Regions from separate parts of the Anser cygnoides genome. Here regions 2, 3 and 4 are each linked to region 1. The links are chromatin contacts, called in public Hi-C maps. All regions are on one chromosome and are shown on one strand. Each heading gives the region's core, a stretch centred on a gene start, on an enhancer-like site or on the middle of the called end of the contact. The rest is flanking DNA. Distances are from core to core; before and after follow the strand shown. Region 1 overlaps PNPLA2 (patatin like phospholipase domain containing 2). Region 2 holds the start of LOC106044877 (carnitine O-palmitoyltransferase 1, liver isoform). Region 3 overlaps LOC125182190 (a long non-coding RNA gene). Region 4 overlaps LOC125182190 (a long non-coding RNA gene).

What was found. Hi-C and Micro-C count contacts between places; a contact is called where the count stands out from the background.
Region 2: a Hi-C map of liver shows a contact between it and region 1, with 2.5 times the contacts expected there. The contact joins the promoter of LOC106044877 here to the enhancer-like site in region 1. A contact is called at or near these places in 2 of 7 Hi-C or Micro-C datasets (both in liver).
Region 3: a contact with region 1 is called in a Hi-C map of liver, with 2.4 times the contacts expected there. The contact joins two enhancer-like sites. A contact is called at or near these places in 2 of 7 Hi-C or Micro-C datasets (both in liver).
Region 4: a Hi-C map of liver shows a contact between it and region 1, with 2.5 times the contacts expected there. The contact joins two enhancer-like sites. A contact is called at or near these places in 2 of 7 Hi-C or Micro-C datasets (both in liver).

Annotation. Positions count from the first base shown.
Region 1 is chr5:20,443,777-20,447,116 of Taihu_goose_T2T_genome, forward strand. All of the region lies in intron 1 of PNPLA2 (patatin like phospholipase domain containing 2), which reads right to left. Among named protein-coding and RNA genes, the nearest start is that of PNPLA2, 8.3 kb to the right of the region's middle. Within about 2 kb of position 1,570, at least 2 of the 3 cell types and tissues checked have open chromatin away from gene starts, as enhancers often do. A contact at or near this core is called in liver, where this site is marked.
Region 2 is chr5:19,444,756-19,448,095 of Taihu_goose_T2T_genome, forward strand. It overlaps LOC106044877 (carnitine O-palmitoyltransferase 1, liver isoform), which reads left to right and starts at 1,508. Exons shown (of 24, transcript XM_048058718.2): 1 at 1,508-1,665.
Region 3 is chr5:20,982,708-20,986,047 of Taihu_goose_T2T_genome, forward strand. All of the region lies in intron 1 of LOC125182190 (a long non-coding RNA gene), which reads left to right. Among named protein-coding and RNA genes, the nearest start is that of EGLN3, 19 kb to the right of the region's middle. Within about 2 kb of position 1,879, at least 2 of the 3 cell types and tissues checked have open chromatin away from gene starts, as enhancers often do. A contact at or near this core is called in liver, where this site is marked.
Region 4 is chr5:20,961,972-20,965,311 of Taihu_goose_T2T_genome, forward strand. The region is part of intron 1 of LOC125182190 (a long non-coding RNA gene); the gene reads left to right. Among named protein-coding and RNA genes, the nearest start is that of EGLN3, 39 kb to the right of the region's middle. Within about 2 kb of position 1,685, at least 2 of the 3 cell types and tissues checked have open chromatin away from gene starts, as enhancers often do. A contact at or near this core is called in liver, where this site is marked.

The sequences.
Region 1 (3,340 bases), core at 320-2,819:
GCTCCAGCTGCTTCTCTGTCGTCGTTACCCAGCCAAGCAGGACAGGGGGACATGGGAGAACTGGGGACAAAATAAGAGTTATTGATAATTAGCAATTGGATTTTTTGAATTTTTTTTTGTTGTTTGTTTGTTTGTTTTAAATGTGTGCATATAAACAGATTGTGCAAAAGCAGCTTCTCAGGTATTTCAGTTTGAGGGCACCTCTGATCTTGTTGGACTTGTTGGCTCGCTTGCACCGAAACCGAGTACAGAGGAGCTCCGTGGGACGAGGAAGGCACAGGGCGATCTGCAGCGCCACCGGCTTTCCTGGAAATAAGGCCAGCTGAGGGTTCAGCCAGAGGAGTCAGGTTTACGCAGCTAGATCCATGACAGATGGCAAGCCCTCCTGGAAATAAGTTCGGGAGGAGAAAGGAGAGGTGAGAGAGCGAACAGAATTTGAGCTGGTTTTTCCTGGAATAGCTTTTCTGGTAGTGATGGGACTTAAAGGAGTCTGCCAGAGGGAGCAGCTGAATGAGAGAGGTGGTAGAGAGAAAAATCCTGCAGGAGTCAGCCACAAACTGTCTGCCCCTGCCGGGGTAATCCTGTGCCAACTCCAGTCCACAGAAAAGTTTGTTTTTTGATGGATCTGATGATTCAGAGCACAGGGTCACGGGGAAAACCACAACGTTTATTTTCCTCTCTTGGGGTACATCACAAGGAGTACTGCCAACCTCCCACAGCTGGTATCAGCTCTTTTCCCCCACCAAATGCTTCTCCCCATACAGACTTAACTAAACCATTATCCCTCTAAACAAACACAACCTGTATCAATGAGAAATATTTCACGTGGCACGGGGGAGGCCACCTGGGCCACCTCTGGCCTGGGATCCCTCTGCAGCAGCCACAAGGGGCAGTGGATGGCTGCCCAGGGGAAGAGCCCTGTATGCAGCTGCAGGATCCCAGTTCATTTTTAAGCTACGCCAAGCCAGCTTTACATGAGTGTATCGTCCTGGTGAGACTGGTTTCCTTAAAGAATTAGCTCTTGCGCCCATCGGTCGTGCCCAACACACCTGCTGGGGCAGGACAGGCAGCCCCGGGCCTCTCCTGACCTCTGTGTTTCGCACCAAGGGCACCTCAGCGCTCGCCTGTTGCCCACCCTGGTAACCATCCCGCAGCCAGCAGGACGGCTGACCCATGAAGTATTTCAAGTGGAAAAAAAGAGCTTAAGACAGGCACAAAAATAGGAGCAGCGCAGGCCGAAGAGGGAGGGGGCACGCTGCGCATTCCAGCCGGCAGCTCCCGTGACTGCGGCTCCCGTGACACCACAGCTCCCCCTGGAAGAGCTCCACATCGGCACAAAGATCACCCCCTGCGCCAGGGACATTCCCGCTCCCTGGGTGGTAAACAGGGCGCGGGCTCCAGAAAAGGCACCCAGATGGGGAGGGGGGACAGGGGACAGCGGCAGGATGGATGCAGGGACAGCTCTGAAAGGCAGACAACCAGCAGAAAGAAGCGCAGGTGCTTTTGACACCCCTCCAGCACCACCTGCTCAGAGCGAGGTTCGTGGGGTAGATGCTCCCTGCAAGAGCCCCCAGCTGGGATCTTTGCATTTTGCTCCCAGAGCTGAGCATCAGTGGAGCTCTCGTGTTTCCCGTCAGTAGGTCCCTGTTCAGACCCAAATTCGGGAATCAGAAGGAATTTACCGGTGTTACCTCCCTCAAGGCAGTCTGGCTGCCTGTCTGCTGCTGCTTCAGCTGGAGCGGTGCCGTGGAGGAGCGAAAAGCCAGCCCCTCGTGACGAGCACAGGTTTCAGGAGAGCTGCCCCACGTCCCTCCCGAGCACAGACCCCCAGGCTGCTCCAGCTCAGCACGCACAGCTCCTGCGCCTGCCTCCGCACTGAGAGCAAGCGACGCAAGCGCTTTTCCTGCCCAGCCTCTCCCCGGAGAGGGTACAGCCCAGTCCCGCCACCAGCCTAAAAACATTGAGCTGTAAACAAGGGACATCGAAAGAAAAGTCTGCAGGCTGACAGCTAGAAAATAATTAACCCAGAGCGCTTTATTGGACATTTCCTCAGCACCCATTCACTCGCCAGAAGGGCCAACAGCAGATAGCAGCGTGCAGGTGATCCAGGGACGCCTCCAGGCCTTGGGGGCGCCGACCTCAGCCCAGGAAAGATCCCCACCGCCCGGCTGGGCTCCTGCTCCTCCTCCCGTGCTCATGCTGAAGCAGCCTGGTTTCCACCCCTTGCCCCAAGGGAACAGGAACCTGACCCGGGGCGTCCTCATCCCATCAGCGAGGCTGGAGGGATGTCAAAGGGGGCCCGAGGGATAGATTAATGCCAGCAGGAAATGAAGCGAGAACAACGACTTGTGGTCTGCCCCGTAAAACGCCTCCAGGTGATGTGTGATCCAAAGCTACTGACGGATCCTCCATTTCAGTGTGAAATCCTAAAACCGTGGGGGGGAGGAATCTCTGCCTTACATGGCCGAATTTGTATAAATGCCACTATTTAACACACACAAAAACCCTTCTTAAATGCTTGGGGCTGGGAGAAGGCAGGCAGCACCAGAACCCCCAGTGGCACTGGTCCTTTTCCCATCTGTGCACATCGCCCTGTAAGCTGGTAACACTGAGAAACACGTACCAGAACAGGTTGTTCTTTGGGACTTCCCTCATTTTTGTTGTGAGGAGCATTTATATGATTTATAAGTTTCCACTCATTCCTTCTCTCCTACTATTTTGTCATCAGAGAACAAGGAGCAGCTCGGCTGCCTCAGCTCCAGATGACAGCCAGGAAGGAAGCTGTTTCTTTTTTTGATGCAGAGGTAGCAAAAAAAAAAATCGGAGTAACTCCTCAGGCCCCTTTCAGGCTGGCAAATAACCCCTCTTCTCACCTCACAGGTGGGGCGAGTGGAGACACTGAAAGAGACGGCTTTTCGAGCAGGGCCAGCTCCTGCAGCCGGAGGCAGCTGCTGCAGGAAGGGCTGGTCCCACACCACCTCCTGGCCCAGGTTCTCGGAGCTCAGCATCGCAGAGCCCAGATGCAGCCCGCAGCAGGACGGCGCCGTGAATCCCCACCGCCTGCAGCTGCTTCAGAGCCCCAAGCCTCCCTCTTCGCAACGTGCCAGCCCCCAGGACGTCTGAGGTAGGTTACTTCGTTCAGGGCACGAGCAAAAAGGCTTTGGGAGAGCGGGCACAAGAGCTGCCAGCCGTGGTTACGCCTCAGCTGAACCTTTGCACCGGCATTAGGGAAGCGCCGGCACAGCGAAGCCTCACCAGGCAGCTGATGCCCTGCAAGCCAGCGCCCGCTTTGCTCCTGCAGGCAGGCCCGGAGCGCTTGCTCTTGCAACACAAACCAGAC
Region 2 (3,340 bases), core at 258-2,757, 1.0 Mb before region 1:
ACAACACCTGTTCCCAGCTGACTGATTCCTTCCTGATTACCGTGTAGATGAACATGTTGGCTGGGGACAAAGATATGAGGAAACTCCTGGTAGAATGAGAGAAAGCAGATTTACGTATGTGTAAACGTGTGTTTTTTGCTTGTTTAATATTTCAAAGGTAAAAAGCACCTGGACGAAAAAACAATCATCAACAAAAAACATCAAGGCATTTTAGGTTGTCTTTGTGCATAATGATAAATATGCAGATGATTTTTTATTTTTAATCTTCTTGTAGAACACATACACCAAAGAGACAAAAGTTATTAATTACCTTCTTCTAACTCTTCAAGTTACATTATATATTTTTTAGCCATACCTGTTATGGCTAAATACATGTAAACATGGATGCTGCTGAACTTTGGGGCATAGTTGGGTTTGTGGTGATTTACTTATTTTTTATTTTTTTTCCCCTCCTCTTGCTAATACTAGTAGATCTAAATCTCCTCTCCTTGTTTTCTTCTGGGATTTATGCTTCTTCTTGGGGTAGTAACATCTTAAAATCACATCATTAGGCATGGAACACTGGAGGTAAAAATTCTGACCAGTAGTGTTTCGTTTTATTGACGTTGCATGATCTTAAGGATATGGGAGAGGCTCAGTGTGCAGTGTCCACGCTTCTGGATTTCATCATATGTTTGTGTGCTTTGGAGCCTTCAGGCACATCCTGGAAATTCCAGCTGGCAGGACTGTGGGGTTGGGTGGATCTGCCCACAAGGGAAAGAATATAAATCCCAAATTGTCCTAGTTCAGAACCTTCGTGTTGACACCACTGTAGTCTGACGTCATTTCAGAAAGGACAGAGCAGGCTTCCTGCACCTGTCATACTGAAATCAAACAGAGCATCTGAGATATTCAAGCTCTGACCTCTTGAAACCCAAAAGCGACTAGCCCATTGCAAGCATAAAATTCAATCATTTCAACTTTTGCATGCCATTCTGCACCGTGACTGACACTTTCATTTAGATTACTTCCATGATTTTGCATTTTCGGAAGACTGCAATTACTTTTGGGAAGCACTGAGCATACCTCCTTCAGCCCCCTGCATTTGGTGCGCCCTCGCAGGGAGCCCATCTTGGCACCACAGACAGGTCCCCCATGTGCTATGTTACCCCAATTTACACCCGTATCCCAACAACTCTACACCCCCACTGCCTCTCCTCACAATCCCTGGGGTTTTATCGCCCGGACACGGCCGCCTCCATGCCCCAGGAGCCCTGTGAGCCCCCTGACACCGCTCCCCACAACCCCAACCCACCCCAGCCCCAAGACCACCACCCCCCCATTCCCCCCCCCCCCCAGGCCGCCATAACACCTCCCTTCACATCCCGCCCCCCGGGCGCTGCCCGCCAATCACACCCCAGCACCCCCCACCGCCGGCCTATCAGCTCCCGCCGCCCTTCCCGCCCCTCCGCCCTGCCGGCGAATCCCCGCCCCCTTCTCCACAGGCAGCCAATGGCGGGGCGGGCGGCAAGCGCGGCTCCGGCGGGGCGTGTGAGGGGAGCGGCCGCCGCCCTCCCTCGCTCCCTCCCTCCCTCGCCGCTTCCCCGCTTCGCCGCCGGTCTCCTGCGCTCGGCCGGCTCCGGGCCGCCCCTTGTGCAGCCGCTGAGCGGCGGCGGCCCTCAGCAGGTGGGTGGCGGCCGGCTGGGCCGGGGGAGCCTCTCGAAGCGGGGCTGAGCCGCCGGCGTGCCCTCTGAGGTGTTCCCGGTGTGGGTAGCGGGAGGCGGCTGAGGGGCGGTGGGGACGGGGTTGTGGTGAGGGGGACACCGCGGCCCCGTGGGGAGCCGGGGCTGGTCCCCCCTGTTTTGGGCTCCAGAGCCTCCCCCCCAGGCTTTTTATCCCCGGTGGGGTTGCGCGGTGCCAAGTTCTGTGCGCCACCGGGCTGTGCGCTAACCCGGCTGAAAGCTGTGAAACTTACACAGAAATACCGTAGTCACCGTAAAAAGTGCTTTTGAGGTGTAATTCCGCGCGCGTTTTGCTCACGGGGCCCGGGTTTGCCGGGTGGGCGTGCTGAATAGGCTCGTTGCGGAAGGGAGAGGTCAGGTCTAGCAGCAGCTTTTGGTCTCCGTTTGCTCGCCACGTTTTTACGCACCGCGAATGTTTTGTGCCGTGTCTTCAGTTTTCAATGGAAAAATCAGCATTAAGTGTGACTTTGGTTATTTATACTGGCTGTGGTACTGGTGGTGGGGCTGCAGCGTCGGGTGCCTTTTTTGGGGAAGGAAAAAGCGCAAAGTAGGATGGAGAGAAGCGGCCCGTTGCTCCTCTCACCTGGCAATTTATCAGCACTTGAAGGACGATCGTGTTGAAACTCTGCAGTGTAGAGGAAATTACTGTACAGGGGACTACTCATTTCCTTATCACGTGTGTAGGAGTGCAGCAGTGAGACTGGGAAAGATGTTTTGTGCTGGGTTTCTCAATTATATTTTCCTGTCTGCCCTCTTCAGTTTCTGGATCTATGCGCTCGTCTAACGTGGTCGTGTGTCCTCTGTCCAATGTGAATTGTACAGTAAGCACCGGGAATGTGTTCTTGATTCGTCAATACAACTAATCATTACCGAATTGTAATATTGCAGGTGATGTTGTAGGTGAGTGACGCGGCTCTCCGTTGATGCAGAAGTGTAACTACCTGCTCACACAGAAATAAGGCTCTGACAGAGCCGTGACCTGCTGCAAGAAGCAGCTGCGCTGGGAGCTCGGGGTCGTTTTGGGGTGTTACAGCCTCCTTCAGAGCATCCTCCTGCAAGAAAACGCTACTCCTACGTTAAAAAAAAAAAAAACCGTGACATCCAACAGCTGAGGCGTGTGAGCTCTGAGCAAACCCGAACGTGCCCCGAGCTGAGGGCGCTGCTGCTGCCTTTGGGGCAGCCCTCGGCTGCCAGCTCGGGCTCGGCGCCGCGACCTTTCACCCACTTCCCGGCGGCGGTCACGTGGGCGGGGGGGTGTGGTTACGAGGTGGTCCCGCCCCCAGGGGGCGTGGCCAGGGTGCCGGCTGCGGGCGTCCTGCGGCGGGGAGCGGGTCGGGACAAATCGGATCAGGCGGAATCGGATCAAGTCAGCCGCGCGTGGAGCGGCCGGAGGTCTGGTGCGTGCGTGGCAGAGGGGTGTTTGTGTTGGCTGCATGCAGGGGTGGCTGGAACGCTGCATCCCCAGCGTGGTGTGTGACCGGTTCTGGAAAGTCTTGCGTAAAGAGTGACCTAAGTGGAAGCTTTTATTTAAAGAAAATACGCTTTTTTCTTTTTTCTTTTTTTTTTTTTTAATATTCTGAAGATATTGACTTTGCCCTGCACAGTGCTGTATCATAGTC
Region 3 (3,340 bases), core at 629-3,128, 540 kb after region 1:
GTTCTGTTCCCAACCCAACTGTTAAAAATATGTCCGGAAAGTTCCAATGTCTTTTGGTTTTAGCCTTTTCTGGAAGCCATGCTACATGTGCTTAGCTGGGCAGATAGTTCCTCGGTGTTTCCATCTTCCTGGGCTGAAACTTCGAAATCCATGATGTGGCCAGATTCCCTGGTTGCTTTTACTTTGGCAATATGCATTTGTTACAGATGGTTTACCTAGCTGTTTTAGGAAGTCTTTTTAGGATTGTTATACATAACTCCTTTGGGTCCTTAAAATCTAAGGAGAGTTTTTAGTTTCAGCTAAACTTTTCTAAATTGTCTAAAACCACCATCCTTAGAAACAATCCCAATGACATGAATTGATCTCCTCTGAGTAATGGAGGCTTTAGCTTGTTCTTGTGCAAGTTGTATGTTAGATTCTCATTAGCAGAAACACACAATAATCGGTACTTCCATTCCTCAGTAGGCCTCCTGTGCTTTACTGTGTTTCGATCCATAAAGTTAATTCACTCCACTTAATTTCTTTTGCCAAAAAATGTCTTCTTCAATCAGCTGTGTTACACCATGAGTTACCTATCAGCTCTACAATAAATGTGTACTTAAGGGTCATGATCTGCCTCTAGGAACGGTGCAATGACTCTTATGCTTATGACCTTCCCTTGTGAAAGTAGTCACATTAATGTAAATGGGAATGTTGCCTGAAGAGGAGCTGAAAAAACTGAGTGAAGGGTCAGGATCTGGCTGGTGTGATGATTCATATGCATTGGGTCCTACATATACATCCATTCCAGCTGTACCACTGGAATTTAGGACATCGTCTCAATCACTTTCTAATGGTGAAGAGTGCAAGACATGCTCCTCTGCATGTCCTTGTACTAACAGGCAGTTAGATATATGCCTGCCATCTGTGAATATGCCTGGAAATATTTTTTAGTATGACACTACTAAAGTGTCATACTAAAGATTTTGTCATAAGTCTCAGCTAATAATTAAAGAGTCATTATAGTTATCTCAGGTTCTACGAGAACCACAGTATTCTGCATAGAAAAATGTTTCAGTTTAGTGTTGGGGTACTGAGAGTCATCTGTTTCCAGTACATCATCAAGAACATTTTCTTTCAGCCTACTATGCTGCGCTACCCTGGGATTTATAATAAGGCATATCAAGGGGCACCGTCCTGAGGCAGTAATGGACTACAGTTTCTAATTTTTGCCTGGGACTTACATCAGGAAATTAGTATCTCAGTGGCTGAATATCTCTAAGTTTATTTTTGTGTAATGTAAATTGTATCCTACTTCTGATTCTTAACCCCACCATTGTTATGAGGCATGTTTTATAGAGAGGAAGGTCATACAAGTTCTGACAAAGCAGCTACGATGCTTTGCTTTATTTGCAGGCATTAGGGTTAGTGTGGTTTATTTTCTTCTTATGATGCAGTGGGATGAAGCTTATCATTTCTAATGGGTTGAAAGGTCTTGTGTATTTAGAGCACTTGGAATATGTCATTGCACGTCAGATCTGTGCCCTTTCTGGTTATTTTAAATCTGTTCCAAACCATCAGGTTCCTCTTCTTGGGATTACCCTAGTTAGGGTTTACTGTTGATTATATTGTGTAAACACATTGCACCAGATAACTCCCATTCAGAGAGGGGGAAAAAAAAACTCTCGAAGGTTTTAAATTGTAGAATTTGTTAATGCTGTTTTGTCAGAAAAAGCACAAAGACAAAAGGTTTCTGGGGCAATGAGCTGGGGTTATTACTGAGATCCAGTGCAGCAGCTGATAGGGCAATATGCTCATTGGCTGGTGTTCCCCTTCTGAAGAGAAGCTGGGAATATTTTTCTAACTCATCCATTATTGTGAAGGGAGGCACCGTTTTGAGGATGAAATCCAAAACTTGATAGCAAAATTCCTGCTCAGTGAAATATTTTTTTCTCCCATGCATATTTTGCTGTAGATAACTTCTGTATAGTTACACACAAGTTCCTGCAAAAGATACGTGCCTTTCCATGGAAACTTTAAAGATACAGGACAGTATGAAGATGAATGCTGCAGGAAAAACAACGAAGTCCCACATATGAATAAGTAATGTATTCCTAGAACACAGACCACCAACTTTGAGATCACTTCATTATCCAAGCCACATTCTCCCAGTGGAATTCCTGCTGAGCAAAAGGATTTTCAAGGAAAGCTCTTTGCAGCCTCAACAAACTTCATCATTTTAGAAATGACACTTGTGTCTGAGTGCTTTCCAAATGAAAGGAAACAGAAAAAAAAAGTCTCAAGACGTTTTGCTTACCTGGTGCATTATAGTTAATTTTGCCCTTTTTCCTGCATTTTAGTTGGGCAATCAGTTTCTTGGGAAGTTTTGTGGGTTTTACAAAATGTGAAATCATGTGTTGCTATTTATAACTGCCCTGGGTTGTGAAAGCAGATGATTTATCACAGAGCACAGAGGCTGATGTAAACTGTTTGCAGACAATAGTGTTGGGTAGAGGGATAGTGGAAATGTCCTTTCTACTGCAACGTGTAGATTTTCAGACCTGCAGAAGATGCAGAGTGTTGTGAAAGGACACAGCAAAAGCATGAAATGAAAAGAGCTGTGTGTGTAATGGACGCTATGAGTCACATCACCTGTTAGCAGTTACAGCACCTGTAAGTAGATCAGATCTTGAAGCTGAGGTAAATGGCCACCAGTGGATATTGTGTGGGCATCGGTCAGGTGTCAACAGCTAGGGAGAACTCAGATCTGCTTAGCTGTGGTTTAGCTGTTTGGCTCTGCCCTGCAGCAGGGGGAGGCAATGGGTGACCTCCTGAGGTCCTTTCCTGCTCTTATTACTCTAATTCCAAAAGCTAAATGTAAATAGCCCGTGTTAAACCAAAAAAGCCATCAGGTGAAAGATGATGGCTCAGACAAAACCACTCGTAGCTCAAATGCTTGCTTTTGTTAGTGTAACCACAACAAAGCTGAAATAAAATCAATGGTGCATAGAAACATTTATGAAGGAAAACCTCAGTCTCACAATTATTTCTTGTATTAGTGAAAGATAATGGAATAAATGTGGAAATGGATGTACTTACATGGGAGAGAGAAAATAAAAAGATACTTAAGTGAAATACTGCCATTTTGTCAGTTTGGCTAATTGCCATACCAGTATGAACACGGACTATAAAAGCAGCACTGGCAATTCCTTCATTGCTTGGGTGCTTGAGCTCTATGAAGTAAGTATGTCATGGCGTAGTTATTACCTATTACTGCTTATGTATCATTGGGGAAAGCAGCAGTCACATTGAACTAAAATGGGAGTAGAAGCACTGGCCACTATAATGTCCATACAAAGTA
Region 4 (3,340 bases), core at 435-2,934, 520 kb after region 1:
GTTGGAAATTAGGAGACATTTCTTCTCAGAAAGAGCAGTCAGGTGTTGGAACGGGTTGCCCAGGGAGGTGGTGGAGTCACTGTCCCTAAGGGTGTTTGAGGAAAGGTTGGATGTGGTGCTTAGGGACATGGTTTAGTGGTGATAGTGGTGGTTGGTGGATGGTTGGACCAGATAATATTGGAGGTCATTTTCAACCTTAATGATTCTATGATTTTGTAAAGATAATACACTCTTTATGTTGATGGCATCATGTTCTCTTGTCTGTGTGTTATTACAGCAAAGGTTTTGTCAAGGAAACCCAGCCAGAAAGGCTAAACAGTGACCTGGAGAAGAGTTCTTGTGGAAGCAAGAGAGATGCTGTTATTGGGGAATACCTTTTAGCTGGCTTCATCCCAAACTAGAATGATTTATTCTTCACTGGGCTAAATCTAGAGCCCCAGAAGTGCTTAAATTTATGAGGTTCTGATTAATTCTTGATACATTTTCTGTGGAGGGAATAGATTTTGCAAGCTTTCAGAGCTTAAATTGTGAAATAAACCAAATGGTTTGTTCTTTCTGGCCAGAAATGGGAACAACTAAGACTGAGGGGAATAAGGGGGCCAGGTCTCTCTTATCTTAAGGGATGTTCCTGATTTCATTCAATGCTGTATGAATCAATCAATCAAATCTTTGTAGAACAACTCTAAGTGATGTAACTATTGATTGAAATTTTTTCACTGTAGAATTCAGCCTGAAGAAAAGTAGTCTTAATATGAACTATGACAAAACTTTAAGGTATGCATGGAGCTGCGTGCCTTAAGTAAGAATCACATCTCTGACTTCACAGTAGGAATTTAGCTTGTTAAACATGATGTTACCTCAGGCTTCTGCTTCTTGCACCTTTACCTAGGTAAGGAAATGGCATGCATGGAAGAACGTTTCTAAAAACATGAATTAACAGTTACGTAGCCTGTTCTGTGTGTTCCTGAACAATTTCACTAGCTCTGTAGAGTAGACAGTATCCCAGATCGTGTGAACACCTCCTCACACCAGTACTGGACAACTGCTGTGCCTTTCGATTTTGTTACAGTTGCACTTTGCCACAGTAGAAGTAGGACAGAGCTGCTACAAACTCAGTCCATTTCTCAACACCTTTTGACACTTTAAAATATGTTTTCATCAGTCCTTTAATCAAAAGCTGTTTCTGATGAAAAAAAAATAATAAAAAATCCAGTTTAGACTTTTTTCCACCAGTCCTCCTTGTAGTGGCTGCCTTCCAGAGCTTCCAACCATGGTACTGAAGTTCAGATTATAGTCCCAATGGATGTTATAACAATTGACGCCATTACAAATGGTACCTTAAGAAACAGCCCTTTTTTCCCCATTAGTTCTTGATGAACAAACTAGTGGTGACGTTGTGAAACCTACCTTCAACCTTTACACTCAGCACTGCCACCAGCCCCTCCATGTGCTTTGGCAGCAGCTTCAATGGGATCTCGACTCAAATGGAGGAGAATTGAGCGGTATGTGATGCAATGAGAACATGTTAGTGCTCAGGCAGTGAGGCTGTTCACCTTGTCCCAATTCAGCTGCAGAGCCAAGTATTCTATAACATCATAAAACAAACAGCTGAAACTGTTGGTCACAAAGATAAATATTTGCTACGTTACAGAATCTTATCAGAGGGAATGTGTTCTTGCTGTTTGTTGGTGGGACTTTCCAGGAACTGGAGATACATAGGGTCAGAAATCCCTGTCAGCCTCAGAGGAGCTGAGTTTCAACCCTCAGTGTCTGCTATTTGAAACAACAGCTTGTTCTTTTTGCCTCTCTCTTTCTCTTTCTCTTTTTCTTTCTTTCCTTCTTTCTCTTTCACTTACAAAACTGTTCTGTTTCACTTCTCTATCAATTATAAGATGTGGACAAGGCACATAATTTTCATTTCTGTCCATGCCTAATGGACCTGAGAGCAGGTTTTGGCAACACTTTTTAAAAATGCATGATGCCTCGTGTCTCTGGACACAAGTAGCCATCCCGGCTCTGTCAAAACTTAGATCCTCTTCACAACGTGCTTCCCAAGAAGACTGGATTATTTATATGGGAATATATATAATTCAGCTGCTTTTCTAGCTGAAGCACACCACAATCATCAGATGATTAGTTAGGTCTGGTCCCATAATAAATTTCATTTCATGGAGTCTTTCTGAAGTCTGTGTGACTCTGCACAGGTGAATAGCTGTGTCATACCATATTTTATTGAAGGACTACAATCTAATCAGGTCGCTAGGACATACCTCATGAGTCTATTGTGCCAGTGAGAGCTTCCAGATAATACGATAGTGTCATATTGTGTTTAGATATCTGAGTATATGATCAATCAGTATCTTGTGGCACAGTTCTGTAAGTAGGTTTTCTACCTCTAAACCATTTCTGTTTCAGCCTACCCCTGGCATTGAGTTAATTTTTCCTTAATAACTGATGTTTTCATATTTTATTTCGGGGTGCTCTAAACACAGATCCCAAGAATAAGTCTGATAGAAATGCCTTGTTTTAGGCATTTTCTATAAAAAGTAGGGAAATAATTTTCTCTTTTAATTTTTAAACAAGTACATCTTTCCCTTTATATTTAGCTATTGCAAATTAAGTTCTTTGTGATTTTAGTGTGAATGTGCATGTCTCCTAAGTATTTAACACATGTCAGTTCATGGCTACTTGGTCATTGGATGTCCTAGAATCAGCCTATCATCTGTGCCCCTATCTTTGATCAGTTCCCAGTTGGAGGAACTTTCAGAAATCTCTTTGTACCTCACATTAGGGGTTAATCTCCTGTGGTGGGTATGGTTCCAATACTGTTCCTACCTGGTTTCTGCTCCAGTGAATGCTGACCAGTCTGTATTTGGAGAAAATATTAAGGTGGGAAGGAGTTAGCCTCACTTCATAATTATTTGATCTTTTCTGGAGTGCTTTGCTAATATTGTATGGAAGAAAGTGCTGGAATGCTACCAATGGTCTAAAAAGCTGTGTTGGTGCAGGTTTTAGTACATTGTTCTGACTCCAAAGTAGCCCTTTTACCTTAATGTTGTCACCTGGGCACTGCTCAGAATCCATACCCTGTTATGGGATGTTCTTACTGGAGATAAGCAGAGACATCCCAAAAGCCTGGTCTATGCTCCCTGCAGGAGTGAAGCAGGAGTAGGTTGTTTTTGTAATTACAAGGCTGCCTGTCCCCCAGGGTCCTCCATGATCTGGAACTTCCCATGATCTCCCTTACAAATGCAGTCTCCAACCCCAAGAAGGTGATGATTATCAGGGTTTTGAAGTTACAGTTATTCACCTTGAGGACAACGTTTTAATCTTGCAGCTC